3 separate regions of the Mus musculus genome follow, and regions 1 and 3 are each linked to region 2. Evidence: chromatin contacts called from public ChIA-PET and promoter capture Hi-C data. All regions are on one chromosome and are shown on one strand. Each heading gives the region's core, a stretch centred on a gene start, on an enhancer-like site or on the middle of the called end of the contact. The rest is flanking DNA. Distances are from core to core; before and after follow the strand shown.

The links. Promoter capture Hi-C pulls out the DNA fragments that hold promoters and counts their contacts. ChIA-PET counts read pairs in DNA pulled down with a chosen protein or histone mark.
Region 1: a contact with region 2 is called in an RNA polymerase II ChIA-PET map of memory CD8 T cells, with 23 read pairs. The contact joins the promoter of Fbxo11 here to the promoter of Calm2 in region 2. A contact is called at or near these places in 2 of 39 promoter capture datasets (liver and pre-B cells), 2 of 484 Hi-C or Micro-C datasets (CD4 T cells and embryonic stem cells) and 3 of 115 datasets of contacts at active chromatin or transcription factors (large pre-B cells, memory CD8 T cells and pancreatic cancer cells).
Region 3: a promoter capture Hi-C map of erythroid cells shows a contact between it and region 2, with 10 times the contacts expected there. The contact joins the promoter of Foxn2 here to the promoter of Calm2 in region 2. A contact is called at or near these places in 3 of 39 promoter capture datasets (erythroid cells, liver and pre-B cells).

Annotation. Positions count from the first base shown.
Region 1 is chr17:88,064,142-88,067,646 of GRCm38.p6, reverse strand. Fbxo11 (F-box protein 11) reads left to right here and starts at 1,602. Exons shown (of 23, transcript NM_001081034.3): 1 at 1,602-2,638. The coding sequence starts at 2,395. It overlaps Gm45950 (a long non-coding RNA gene), which reads right to left and starts at 1,522. Exons shown (of 2, transcript XR_385899.1): 1 at 1,080-1,522.
Region 2 is chr17:87,444,464-87,448,521 of GRCm38.p6, reverse strand. It overlaps Calm2 (calmodulin 2), which reads left to right and starts at 1,587. Exons shown (of 6, transcript NM_007589.5): 1 at 1,587-1,729. The coding sequence starts at 1,727.
Region 3 is chr17:88,438,234-88,442,337 of GRCm38.p6, reverse strand. It overlaps Foxn2 (forkhead box N2), which reads right to left and starts at 1,634. Exons shown (of 6, transcript NM_180974.5): 1 at 1,454-1,634.

The DNA.
Region 1 (3,505 bases), core at 353-2,852, 620 kb before region 2:
GACCTCTGGAAGGACAGCCAGTGCTCTTAAGGGATGAGCCATCTTTCTAGCCCCTCAAGATATTTTTCAAATAGCTGTCTTCACATACAGGTTTTGAAAAGATTGTGAGTCTTTGAAAATCACATGACCAAAAAAGAAAAAAAAAAACCCAGCAATTGTACATCATATGATAGGTTATTATTTAAATGGCAGGAGATGTCTGACATCTAGAAGGGTGATTTGCCAACAGTGGTGGCGAATGCCTTTAATCCCAGCACGTGGGAGGCAGAGGCAGGCGGATTTCTGAGTTAGAGGCCAGCCTGATCTACAGAATGAGTTCCAGGACAGCCAGGACTACACAGAGAAATTCTGTCTCAAAAAACCAAGAAAGAAAAAAGAAAAAAAAAAAGAAAAAGAAAAAAAGAAAAAAAGAAAAAAATCTGTAATTTACACATAGCACAATACCGTAGACTTACCTCTCCTGTGCGTCCCTTAGAATTCACTTTTCTCCCTCCCTTTCTGAAGCTTTGTAATGTTTTATCTATCTTAAGCCTAGAAAGCAATCAATGAAATTCAAGTAGAAAATCACTGACAGCTCCGAAATGAGGGAATCCAGAGATAAACCACTAGCTATGCAATAAGGAATAGTGAGCGGAGTACATTTTCAGTCTTCATAACGGCGGCCAGGGAATAGAAACACATTTTCCTTGGGGAGAGATTGTGCTAAGGGGACCAGACACAGATACAAAAGATTATTCCTCTCGGGGGTTTATCTTTCTTGACTTCGTGGGACCTAAAACAAAACCAATATAATCCATCACAACCTCCACCCGTTTTATTTTACTTCTTCCGGAACACCATGTAGACCACTTGCCCCCCCCCCCCCCCCAAAAAAAAAGCCTAAAGCAAACTAACTTGGTTAAAGATCTAAAACATTCTGAAAGTTTGGGCGACAAAAGCTGGAACCGACTCCAGACTCTCTCTTAAGTTCTCAGCAGAGCCGAAACAAGATTTCTTAAGGTTTGCAAATAAATCCCTTCAGCTGGACTAAAAACGCACAGAGCCTGGAGCGCTCCCTACAGCTGAGAGCTTGAACCTACCGAGCCCAGAAATCCGGAGTTACCCAAGACGGAGTCCCTCACTCCTTGTGGCGTTTAAGAGAACCAGGTGAAGGTTGGGGTGGAGGGAGGCTGAACCGGCAAAAGGCAGGATTAATCACTTCTCCCAATTGCATCAGCAGCCCCCGCCCTTCCTTCAGAGCACCTCCTATCCTAGAACCTTCGCTACGTACTGCCGCTCCTTCGCCCACCCCCGGCTCCATTATATGCCCTGATACCTCCCCATTATCACCCGCCCTGCCACACTCCCCCCTTTCCTCTTTCCTCCTCCTCCTCCTCCGTCGGGGAAGGAGGAAACCCGAGAGAGGAAACAGGGTGTTGGAGGAAGGGGGCTCCGCGATAAGAGAGGAGGCTCCATTGGCTCCGACACCGTACGGGCGCTTCCCATTGGTCAGGCCCCGCCGGAATCCACGCCCCCTCTGTCCCCGCCCCCGCCCCTCCCCCGCCGGCTCGCGGCCCTCCCCCCGCGCCCCCCGGCCAGCCCCGCGGCGGGGAGGGACCGACAGGGCTTGAGCGGAGAGGCTCCGGCGGTGTCAATGGCTCCTCCTGCCACGGAGCAGCAGCAGCAGCAGCAGCGGCAGCAGCAGCAGCGGCAGCGGCGGCGGCGGCGCTGGGGCTGAGGAGGGAAGGTTCCTTTAAGGAGGAGGAACGACGACGCCTCTTTTGCCCCTATCTCCTCCCTTTTACACTCATTTCCCCTTCGCCGAGGGTGGGGGTGGGGGGGGCGGAGGAGAGAGAAGAGGCCGAAGAAAGAGAAAATTCCTCGCAGGGCGCTCTTTCAGGGGGTGTGGGGGGAGGACGAGGAACGGAGGAGCCGGGCGCCCCCCGCGCGCTCCCGCCCCGCTCGGCTCGCCCTCTCCGAGATCGCCCGTCCGCCCACTCCCCCCGCCGCCGCCGCTGCCGGAGACGCCGCTCGGGAGTCGGCGGGCCCGGCTCGTCTGCTCGGCCGCCGCCGCGCTTCGCCTCGGGCTCCCCAGGCGGACGGACGCCCTTTCTTTCTTTCTCTTGCCCGGCCCGTCTCTCTGTCTGCGTCCCTCGCGGCCGCCCCGCCCGGCGGCCTCGGCCTTGCCCGTGCGCCAGGCCCGGCCGGCGGGCCTCGCTCAAGCTCCGGTGGTGCCCCCAGCCTCCCCGCGGAGCCGGGGGAAGCTCACGCCCGGTGGCCCCCCGGTCCCCGCGTCCCCGGCCGCCCCGCTCCTTCCCGCTCCCCACCCCCTTCCTCCCCGGCCCCGGAGCTCGCGGTGCGTGTGCGCGTGAGTGTGTGTGTCCCTCCGCCAACGCCGCCACCTCAGCCCGGCAAATGAACTCCGTCCGAGCCGCCAACCGGAGACCCAGGCGAGTGTCGCGGCCGCGCCCGGTGCAACAGCAGCAGCAGCAGCCCCCGCAGCAGCCGCCGCCGCAGCCGCCTCAGCAACAGCCGCCGCCGCAGCCGCCCCAGCAGCCGCCGCAGCAGCAGCCCCCGCCGCCGCCGCAGCAGCAGCCCCCGCCGCCGCCCCCGCCGCCTCCGCCGCCGCCTCAGGATCGGAACAACGCCGGCGAGAGGGGTAAGGCCGCGCTCGGGGCCTGGCTGGGCGGGCGGGAGGCCGGGCGGGGGCGGCGGCGGCGGCGGCGGCGCGCCCGGGGTGGGAGACGGAGGCCGAGCGGAGGCGGGTCCCACCGTGCCGCAGTGTTCGCCTGGGCCCGGCCCGGCCGGGCCTGGCCGGCAGGAAAAGCCGCGGCTGCGCGATCCGCCCGGGCTGCGGCTCAGGCCGCGCTTTGTTTGGTTTCGGGGCTGGCACCCTCCGTCCCCACCCCTCCTTGGGGCTTCCCGGCTGGCTCGCCCACCCCACGGGAGTCTGTTCGCGGCCGGGGGCGGGCAGGAGGGTGGGATTTCCCCCCTTTCTGCGCCTGGCTCGATCTGGGCTCCCCCTTTCTCGTGGTAGGTGGGGGGACGGCTGGCTGCGTGGGGCGGTGAGGCTGGCCGGGGAACTTGTTTTCCCCTTCTCTGTGGGCTCCCCCTTGCCCTGGAGGAGGGGGAGAGGAGCGCCGGAGTGGTCCGCCGCGCTGGCTGGGGAACTTGCGTGCCCCCTTCCAGGTCGCAGGGCAGGGGGAGCCTCGGCCCCTCTCTCGACCACAACATCTTTGCTGCACAGTTTGCCTTTAGTTACAGAACCCCGGGGAAGAACCCGTTAAATCAATACCTTTAAATAAATAAATATAGAAGCTATCGGCCATTTCCAGCCCCCTCCCTCGTGTGCAGTGCAGTTACCCTTCCGCTGTGTCGTCCCCCTTTCCTCTCCAACCCACTACGCCACGGTGCTCCCCTCGGTCTCCGGGTGGGTTTGAGCACCCTCGCCGTAGAACGGGCCCCTTGGGATCGTGTGTGTAGCTGTATGTAGACGAGCGCGCGCCCGCGCGCGTGTTGTGACCAA
Region 2 (4,058 bases), core at 338-2,837:
TCAGCGGAAAGACAAAAAAAAAAATTAGTAGGTCTTCCATCTGAAGATCTGAGGAGGAGTCACAGACAAATTTCTGAGGTATATCTTGGAAAAACTTTGAATTTACCAGAATGTAGTGCACTGGAACGGAACGGTGGCGTCAGATTCTTGGCTGGAGGTGCCCATTTTAAAGTAATATTCCCAAATAATGATATTTATCTCATTTGTGGGGTAAGGTTAATTAGCTCTCCTCCCTTTCAGTATTATCAGGGCACCACATTGGCAAGGATAATAGAAACAGAAATCTGAGGTTTGGTTTGGTTTGGTATTCCCATCGAGTGGGCATTCGTTCGAAAGGGTGTCAGCTTTGTTAGTGCTAATTAGAAGGCCGCTTAATGTCTGGTTTCCATGACTGAAAGAGGGCCCAGCTCTGGCTTCATTAAAAGATATGTTTAAAGGTGTGAGGGATGTCTAACTTAGGTAAAGGAGGTTAAAATGGACTCTCCGAGTGGGTGCATATAGCTGTTAGCACCGAAATGTTCTTGCTGAACGGGGAAACTATCCTGAAGGCAGGCTTCTTTCTGAAGTTGAGGTTTCATCTTGCCTTGCTTTTTACAAAGTGATTGCTCTCCACGGTTTGAGGGTTTGCATGGTGGTGCTTTTTCAACTGGGAAGTTCTTTCTGCCTTCGCCATCTTCCTAATTCTCTCTGGGCCGTGGCTGTTCCATCAATCTTCTCTGGGCACTGTATTTTGAGGATGGAATCCTTATTTTCCTCTCTAACCCCCATCATCCTTTTCTGGTTGTCTACTTTGGGCTTCTAATTTCAGAGGGGCTCCTTGGGGAGACCGACAGCACACACTCTCGGATACAGTGGGTTTGAGTAGCTTTCTGATAAATTACTGCTAGGAAAGAGAAGCGAAGGGTAGGCATAAACGGAAGCCCCTTTTTTGATTAGCTTGTCAGCTGAGCTGCATGGGTTCGGCACCGTGTAATGAAAAACGACCGGCCTCCCTATGCAGCAACGCTGAGAAGCTGGGCGCGCTGGGTGGGTGTTTACTGGGGGGGGGGGGTGTCCTTCAGTTTTATTTATTTTTTGTTTTGGCCCGTGTTGTTTTTGTCAGCAGCACCTCCATACGGGGCGGGAAGGTGAGTGTGTGCGTGTGTCTGTGGCAGGCAGGACGGGTGGAAGAAGGTCCTCCAGCCGAGCGCAGAGAGAGCCACGCTGCCGCCTGGCGCAGTTGCCAGGACAGCGCGGCGCGAGCAAGCAACGGCAGAAGCCGCAACCGCGTTCCGGCTGCGAGAGAAAGTGACGCATTGCAGGTACAAATCAGCCAATCAGCAGCAAGCTCAACGAGGTTCGCCTGGTCGACCGCCACCGCGGTGCTCCTCCGCGCCGCAAAGTAGCTCCTGCCAGGCGCGGTTCCCCCGGCCTTTTAACGGCTTGCCTGGGAGTGGAACCCACTTACGTCATCCGTCCCCCTGCTCCCCTTTCTCTCTTGCGTGTCTGCCCAGTGACTGCGGAGAAAGGGGGTCTCCCGGAGAGTTGGGGGGGGGGAGGGGGCGGGGGCTGGCCGGGACTCGTTCGCTAGGTTCCGTTATCTGGATGAGGCGGAGGGATCTGGCGGAGGGAGGCGGAGGGAGGTGTTTATGAGGAGCTGGGGGCGGAGGAGGAGAATTAGTCCGAGTGGAGCGAGCGAGTCGAGCGGTTGTCTGGTCGCGTCTCGGAAACCCGTAGCCCTTGCAGCATGGTGAGTGCGTAGCTGAGCGGCCGGCGCCCCGCGGGTCGGGGAAAGATGCTGAAGCGGATTGACTAAAGAGGGGACCTCCCCTCTCAGAACTGTCCTCGCCAGAGGGACGGCACCAAAAAAAAAAAAAAAAAAAAGCCAGGAGGCCCCCCGCGACACTTGTGTCGCAGGTGTCCCCCACCCCTGTCCTCTTGGGTTCCCTTTTAGATGAGTCGGGGGACCGCTGCGGGGCTTGGCCGGGGGAGGATGGATCTGGGGTGCGGGGCCGTGGGCTCGGTCGAGAGAGCAGAGCAGGAGGGGCTGCGGCCGAGGCGGCGCCAAAGGTCAGCCCCGGGGGCCGGATTCAAACCGCCAACGGCCACCGCCGAGCGAGCGCGGGCGCCAGGAAGCGCCTTTGTCCGCCCGGCCGCCATGCGCGGGGGGTGGGGTGGGGAGGAGCGCGGGGCCCCGAGGCGAGCGGGCGCCGTTAGCCCGCATCCCCGCGAGGCCGGGCCGGGCCGGGCCGGGGGCGCGCCCCGTGGGTCCAGCCCGTGCGGGGACCCCCGCCGCGGGGGTCGGGTGGGGTGAGCGCGCGGGGCCCCGAGCCGCCGCCCTACGCGGCTCGGCTCGGCTCGCGCCCCAGCTGCTGCGCTGGCACCTGCAGGACTGCGGAGGTCTGGGCGGCCCGCGGCGCTGCGGGGATGGGCGGGGGAGGGGACCCCAGCAGTCCCCCCTCCCCCTCCGCGCAGGGCTGCTGCTGCTGCTGCTTGTTCACTCCATCTGGTGCTGGCTTCCGCTACCCAGACTGGATGATTAATTTTTTTTTCTTTTTTTAAATCGTTGAAGAATACAAGCTTTTGCTGGAAGTCGGGCGCTTTCTCAAAAAAAAAAAAAATAGAGCTCGTAAAGGGAAAGCAACCGACCTCAGTTAGGGTCTCAAAGGCGTTTTTCGGCCCCCATGAGCTAGTGGAAGTAGCAATTAAGGGGCGGGTCGCTAAATTCTTGAGTGCTCAGGTGCACTCCTGTTCACCTCTACCACACGCAGAGTTCCTTGAAAACGACTTGCGTTTCAGAGTGGAAGTTGCCATCTGATCTTAGTTCTTACGGACAGTTCACCTATGCAATAATGGCCGTCAGTAACTGTACACTTAAAGAGTGTAAAAGAGAGCAGGAGATTTTAGAAAGAGCTTTGAAAAATAAGTCCCTCTTCGTGTTTTCTGTTTTAAAAAAATTAATGAGGACGATAATTTGCAATACTTATTTTACTCCCTTGCCAAATGGTTACAGCAATGGGTGTGTCCAGGAGGCAAGGTGACATCTTAAACAGTAGTTGGGAATCCCTGCCAACTGAAACCTCCAGCCTGCTTGGGTGTGGGGAGTGTTCACCTTGAGAGAGCTAGCCTTCATTTAACTTTGGTGAATTCTTTTTGATATATATTTTTTAACTAATGAATTTTAATATGCTGACTGAATTTGTTCTTTGTAAGGGGAAACACGATGTAAATTATAGGCAGTAATTGACACTCCAAGTTGTATAGTAACTTATTATTTTTTTAGTTAGCATAGGATTTAAATCTTTACTGGAAAATTAGAATTTATATCTTAACAGTGGTTCTCCCCAGTAAGTTTTATATTTAAATGTATCGTTGCTACATCGACAACTATTCTAGTAACTTCATAATATTTAAGACTTTAGATTCTGAGGACTTCGTTAAAGAGAAAAAAATTGTTCTGTTAGGTACCTATGTATATAGAACTGATTACAAAGCCCTTGGATTTGCATGCAGTCATTGTATTTTTATTGGGATGTCATGTATTGAAAGGAATGTGCTGTTGATGGCTGGGTGACACAGGATGTAAACAGTAGAAAATGTCTCGAGTGTGTCTAAGTCAGTCCATTAAGCTGAAGGTTTTTATTAGGCTCAAAGATAGGGATTTGCTTTGGCTGCATTATAACATAGAAACTTGTAGCTAAGCTAGAGTTGAGACTTTCAGTCAAGGCCCTGATTTCGATGAAGTTTTGTTCTCCCCTGGTTTCTTTTTTGCCTCAGATGCTTTTATAGGAAGGGTGCCATTCTGTCAGAATAAAGACCTCCTTTTTCCTACAGAAATAACTTCTATTGGTTTTGCTATAATTGTAGAAGAGATGATAGATGAAGCCTCGATGAACAGGATGAAGATGTGTTTGTGTTCACTGAAGCCATGGAGTCATACATTTATTCACATACGCTAGATTTTTTTAAAAAATCACTTTTCAGCCATTTGAGTGCTCGTGTAATGCATTCAGTTCAGCTGACTCTGTAATGCAGGTTAGTTTCTAAATGAAGATCAACAGTGGTAACCCAAAGTGCAG
Region 3 (4,104 bases), core at 385-2,884, 990 kb before region 2:
TTTCTAAAGAGTCGGGGAACTCTTTTTATAAAGACATTGCCCTGTCGCTCTTTGAAGATACCTAACACTGCTGAAATTTTAAGATGAATCATCAAAGTTGCAGCGAATGGCAAAAATGGCAATAGACACCTTACCAGAATTGCAAAGGAAAGCCATTCTACGATTCAGGTGAAACAACTAGATGTGATCGGTTCGGCTTTTTCCACTTCCTCTTATTAGAGCGCAGAAGCCAAGACTATACCATTACAAAGCCCCTGCTGCGAGAGAAGCCTCAAGCTCTCTGGCCGCTAGAGCACTCTATTGCACTCAGCCGGCCACGTGGCTGTCACAATCAGAAGACAGGAGAAAAGAGCACCAACTAACCTGGAAATAATTAACCGCTCACAGCGGAGTTGCAAGTAGGGGAAAAAAAAAAAAAGTCTGTCATTTCTCTGCACTTATGACTCCTCCCACCGCCACCCAAAAGGTGGAAAAAGGAAAGCTTTAAAGCAGAAACCAAGTGCAAGAAGATCTCGAGAGCGCGGCTTCCCAATGAAATTGCTACCCCCAACTCGCGTGAGGTGCGGCGGTGGGAACCCAGGCATTTTGCCGGAGGGCAGCCGGGGGCGGAGTTTGCAGTGCAAGACCGAGCACCGAGCACGTGGACTCCCTGCCCCTAACCTCCCCGGCTCGGCTTCGGGCTGCCGGGCACTGCACGCCGGCCGGCACCCAAGCTCAAGGCCGCGGACCACCGCGCACCCTCCCGGCCCGAGCGCCGGGCCGGAGGGCAGAAGTAACCTCGGCCCCGAAGGAGATGGCGAACAGGAAGTGCACATGTTGCAACGCCGAAACAGTCCAAGTCCCACCCCCACCCCACCCCACCCCACCCCCGGCCCGGGCCAGCCAGGCTTGGGGGCGCCTCCGGCCGCGAGAACCGGGCTGGGGTCGCCACCCCACATCGGGGCCCCGCGCCCGAAGTTTACGCGAGTCCTCCTGGGCACTACTTCTCCGGGCCCAGCCATCCCGCCCGGGCCGGGCCGGGCCCCGGACTGGGACTCCACGCCGCGCGCGTCCCGCTCGGATGGGAGCCGGAGCGGCGACGTGGCTGGCGCGGGCTCCCCGGGACTCTTAGAGCAGCAACTCCCGGGGTCGCAGGTTTCCGCCTGGGCGTCCTCTGCCCTCTGTGGCTCCGACTGCGCGACGCCCCCTCCGGTACGGTCATTACCTCGGGAGAAAACTCCTAACTCCTCACTCCCGGGGACCCGTGCTCGCCTCGGTTCCACACCCCCGGGGCAGCCCACGCTCTGCCGGAGCCGCGCGCCGGGTACACCCCCGCGCAGGGGCGCCAATTCTTCCCGGGACACAAAAATGTCCCGGCGCGTCACGGGACAGCCGCCTCCGCGCCCCCACGCCCAGCGCCGGCCGCACACGCTGCCTCCGCGCCGCGCCGCGCCGCGCGACCCCGGGGACTCACCGTCACTCAGCCGCCGCGAACCAGAGGCGAGGGCCGGGCCGGGCCAGACACAATATGGCAGAGCACCGCAGCTGCTCCCGTGGCTCCCAGCAGCCGCCTCCGGGACACCCAGGCGCGAGCAGGCAGTGGCAGCTGCGGTGGCGGCCGCCGCAGCACCACATCCCCCCCCCCCCCACCCCTCCCGCCTGCTCGCTTCCTCCCCTCCTCCCCGCCCCGCTGCCATGACAACGCGGCGCCAAGGCGCTTGGCCCCGCCCCTCCTTCCGTCCCGCCTCCCGCAGCCCGCCCTTGCCTCGTCCCGCCTCCTACCAGGGCGGCGGCCGCCCCTCCGAGCTGTCGTCCTGCAGGCGGGTGGGGGGGAAGGTGGCGTCCGGAAGGGTGGAGCGGGCTCGGAAGGCAAAGCGAGGGGACGCTGAGGTTTACGGAGCTGGGCGTGCAGGCGGGAAAATGAAAAGCCCTCGCCTGTCGCCCGGAAGGACCTATGGGAGGGCGACCGAGGCGCGGCGCGGCTGCTGAGTGGACGAGCTGGCGCGGGACGCGCGAGTGTCCGCCCGCGACGCGTGTGCTGGGGCTGCCGCGACGGCCCGAACAGCCCCTTGGCTTTGAAAGTGTGGGGACCGGGAAGCTTTCTTGAGAACAACGCTACCTTCTTCTGACTGAAGTGCCGTGGAAACTCTATGCAGAGCAGATTTTAGAGGGGAAATGGGGCTTTGGAATCAGATCCAAATTTTACTAAAGATTTTCTGAGACTCTGTCTCCCAAATTAAAAACCAGTAATAAAAGGCAACACAGCAACAACAAAAATGTACAGAGCTCTCACTAATTGCTGTGTACAGTAATAAGGACTTAATATGCATTGTACACGTATTGCCTACACTGTATTGCGGGTACAGTGCTGCTAGATAAAACGGGAGTGGCCAGTTAATTCTGAATTGCAGACAAATGTAGAATAATTTTTAATGTTAAGGACATTCCCTTCGGGGTATACTTTCTGGTTGCTTCATGTTTTAGTGAATCTGCCAACTCTACAATTTCAGGAATTCCCTTTACATAGAAGGAAACTGAAGCCTAGAAGTAGCCTATCAAACTGCCCTTGGCAGTGAAGGTTTATGTATCAGTACTGGGTAGGGTGAGGCTGGAGGAGTGCCAAGATTTAGAGGTCACCCTGGCCTTCATAAGAAGTTTCTGTCTCAGCTGCGCGGTGGTGGCGCGCGCCTTTCATCCCAGCACTCGGGAGGCAGAGGCAGGCGGATTTCTGAGTTCGAGGCCAGCCTGGTCTACAGAGTGAGTTCCAGGACAGCCAGGGCTACACAGAGAAACCCTGCCTCAGAAAAAAAAAAAAAAAAAAAAAAAAAAAGAAGTCTGTCTCAAAAGGAAAGCAGGGTATAGTGCCTCATTCCTGTAATCCTGGAACTTGGAAGGAGGACATAGGAGACTCAAATGTTTAAGGCCATCTACATAGGGAGAGAGAGAGAGAGAGGACTATTCCATTGAATTTCTAAAAGAAAACTATAGTTTGAGTTTACTGTTATCATTATGAACCTGGAAATTAAACCTTTCAATTTCTATACCCAGTTCTTTAAAAACCATGCTACTGATACCTGTTTCACACAGATATAAATGGATTAAGAGAAAGGGTCTCTAAAACGGAGACATTGCCCGTCTGCTTGCTCAACAAAGCTTCATTTGGTTCCTGATGAGGGGATGTTGACTATTCAATGTCTTTGCATATAAAATGACTGAAGCAGGCTATCTGCTCGCAGTAAAGTAGATGAGCTGTGAATATGGCAGAGATGCAGAGGAATTGTAGGCACCCCGATGTACAAGAACAAAGCCAGAAATATTTGATTCCCTCATTCCACAAACAACATTATTCGTATGATCCATGTAAGCTCGCCTACCAGTTCTATTTCATTTTGTTTTGTTTGTTTGTTTTCTTTTCAAAGTCCCGGAGAATCCCAGTTTTCTTCAGAGTACGAAATCTCAGGGCAAATGTAAGATGTGCTTCAGCGGAGGAGCAACATCTACTGCAAATCTCCTTACATAGCATCACTGTTGCCCCCCACTCATGTAGACAAATTAAAGAAGATACAGAAGAAAGAGCACGAGAAGGAAAGGAAGAGCAAGAAAAGTTGGCTTTTAAGAAACCAAGTTCAGCCAGGGGTGGTGCTCGCCTTGAATTCCAGCACGTGGGAGGCAGAGGCAGGCAGATCTCTGTGAGTTCAAACCCAGCCTGATCTACAGAGAGAGTCCCAGGACAGTCAGGGCTGCACAGAGAAACCCTGTCTCAAAACAAACAAACAAACAAACAATAACGACAAAAAGCAGCCACAACGTCAGTGTCTCAGCCAAGGTTATCTGCTAGCCTTTCACCTTCTGACAAAGATGGACTAATATTGCTAGTACAGTATTTGAAATACAGAATGAACTTATATTTTATGTAGTTCTTTCTCCCATTCATCATTGCATCTATTTTAAACTCAAGTAGCTAAATGCTCTTCCTGAACTCCGAAGGAATCATAAAATTTGAAAGCTGCAGATAGTTCAGAGATAAATCACCCCAGGAGCCAGCCTACCATAAAATAGATAAACTCAGAAAAAAATATACCTATCCAAGGTCAAGTAATGAATTTTCTGCATCTTCATTCATTA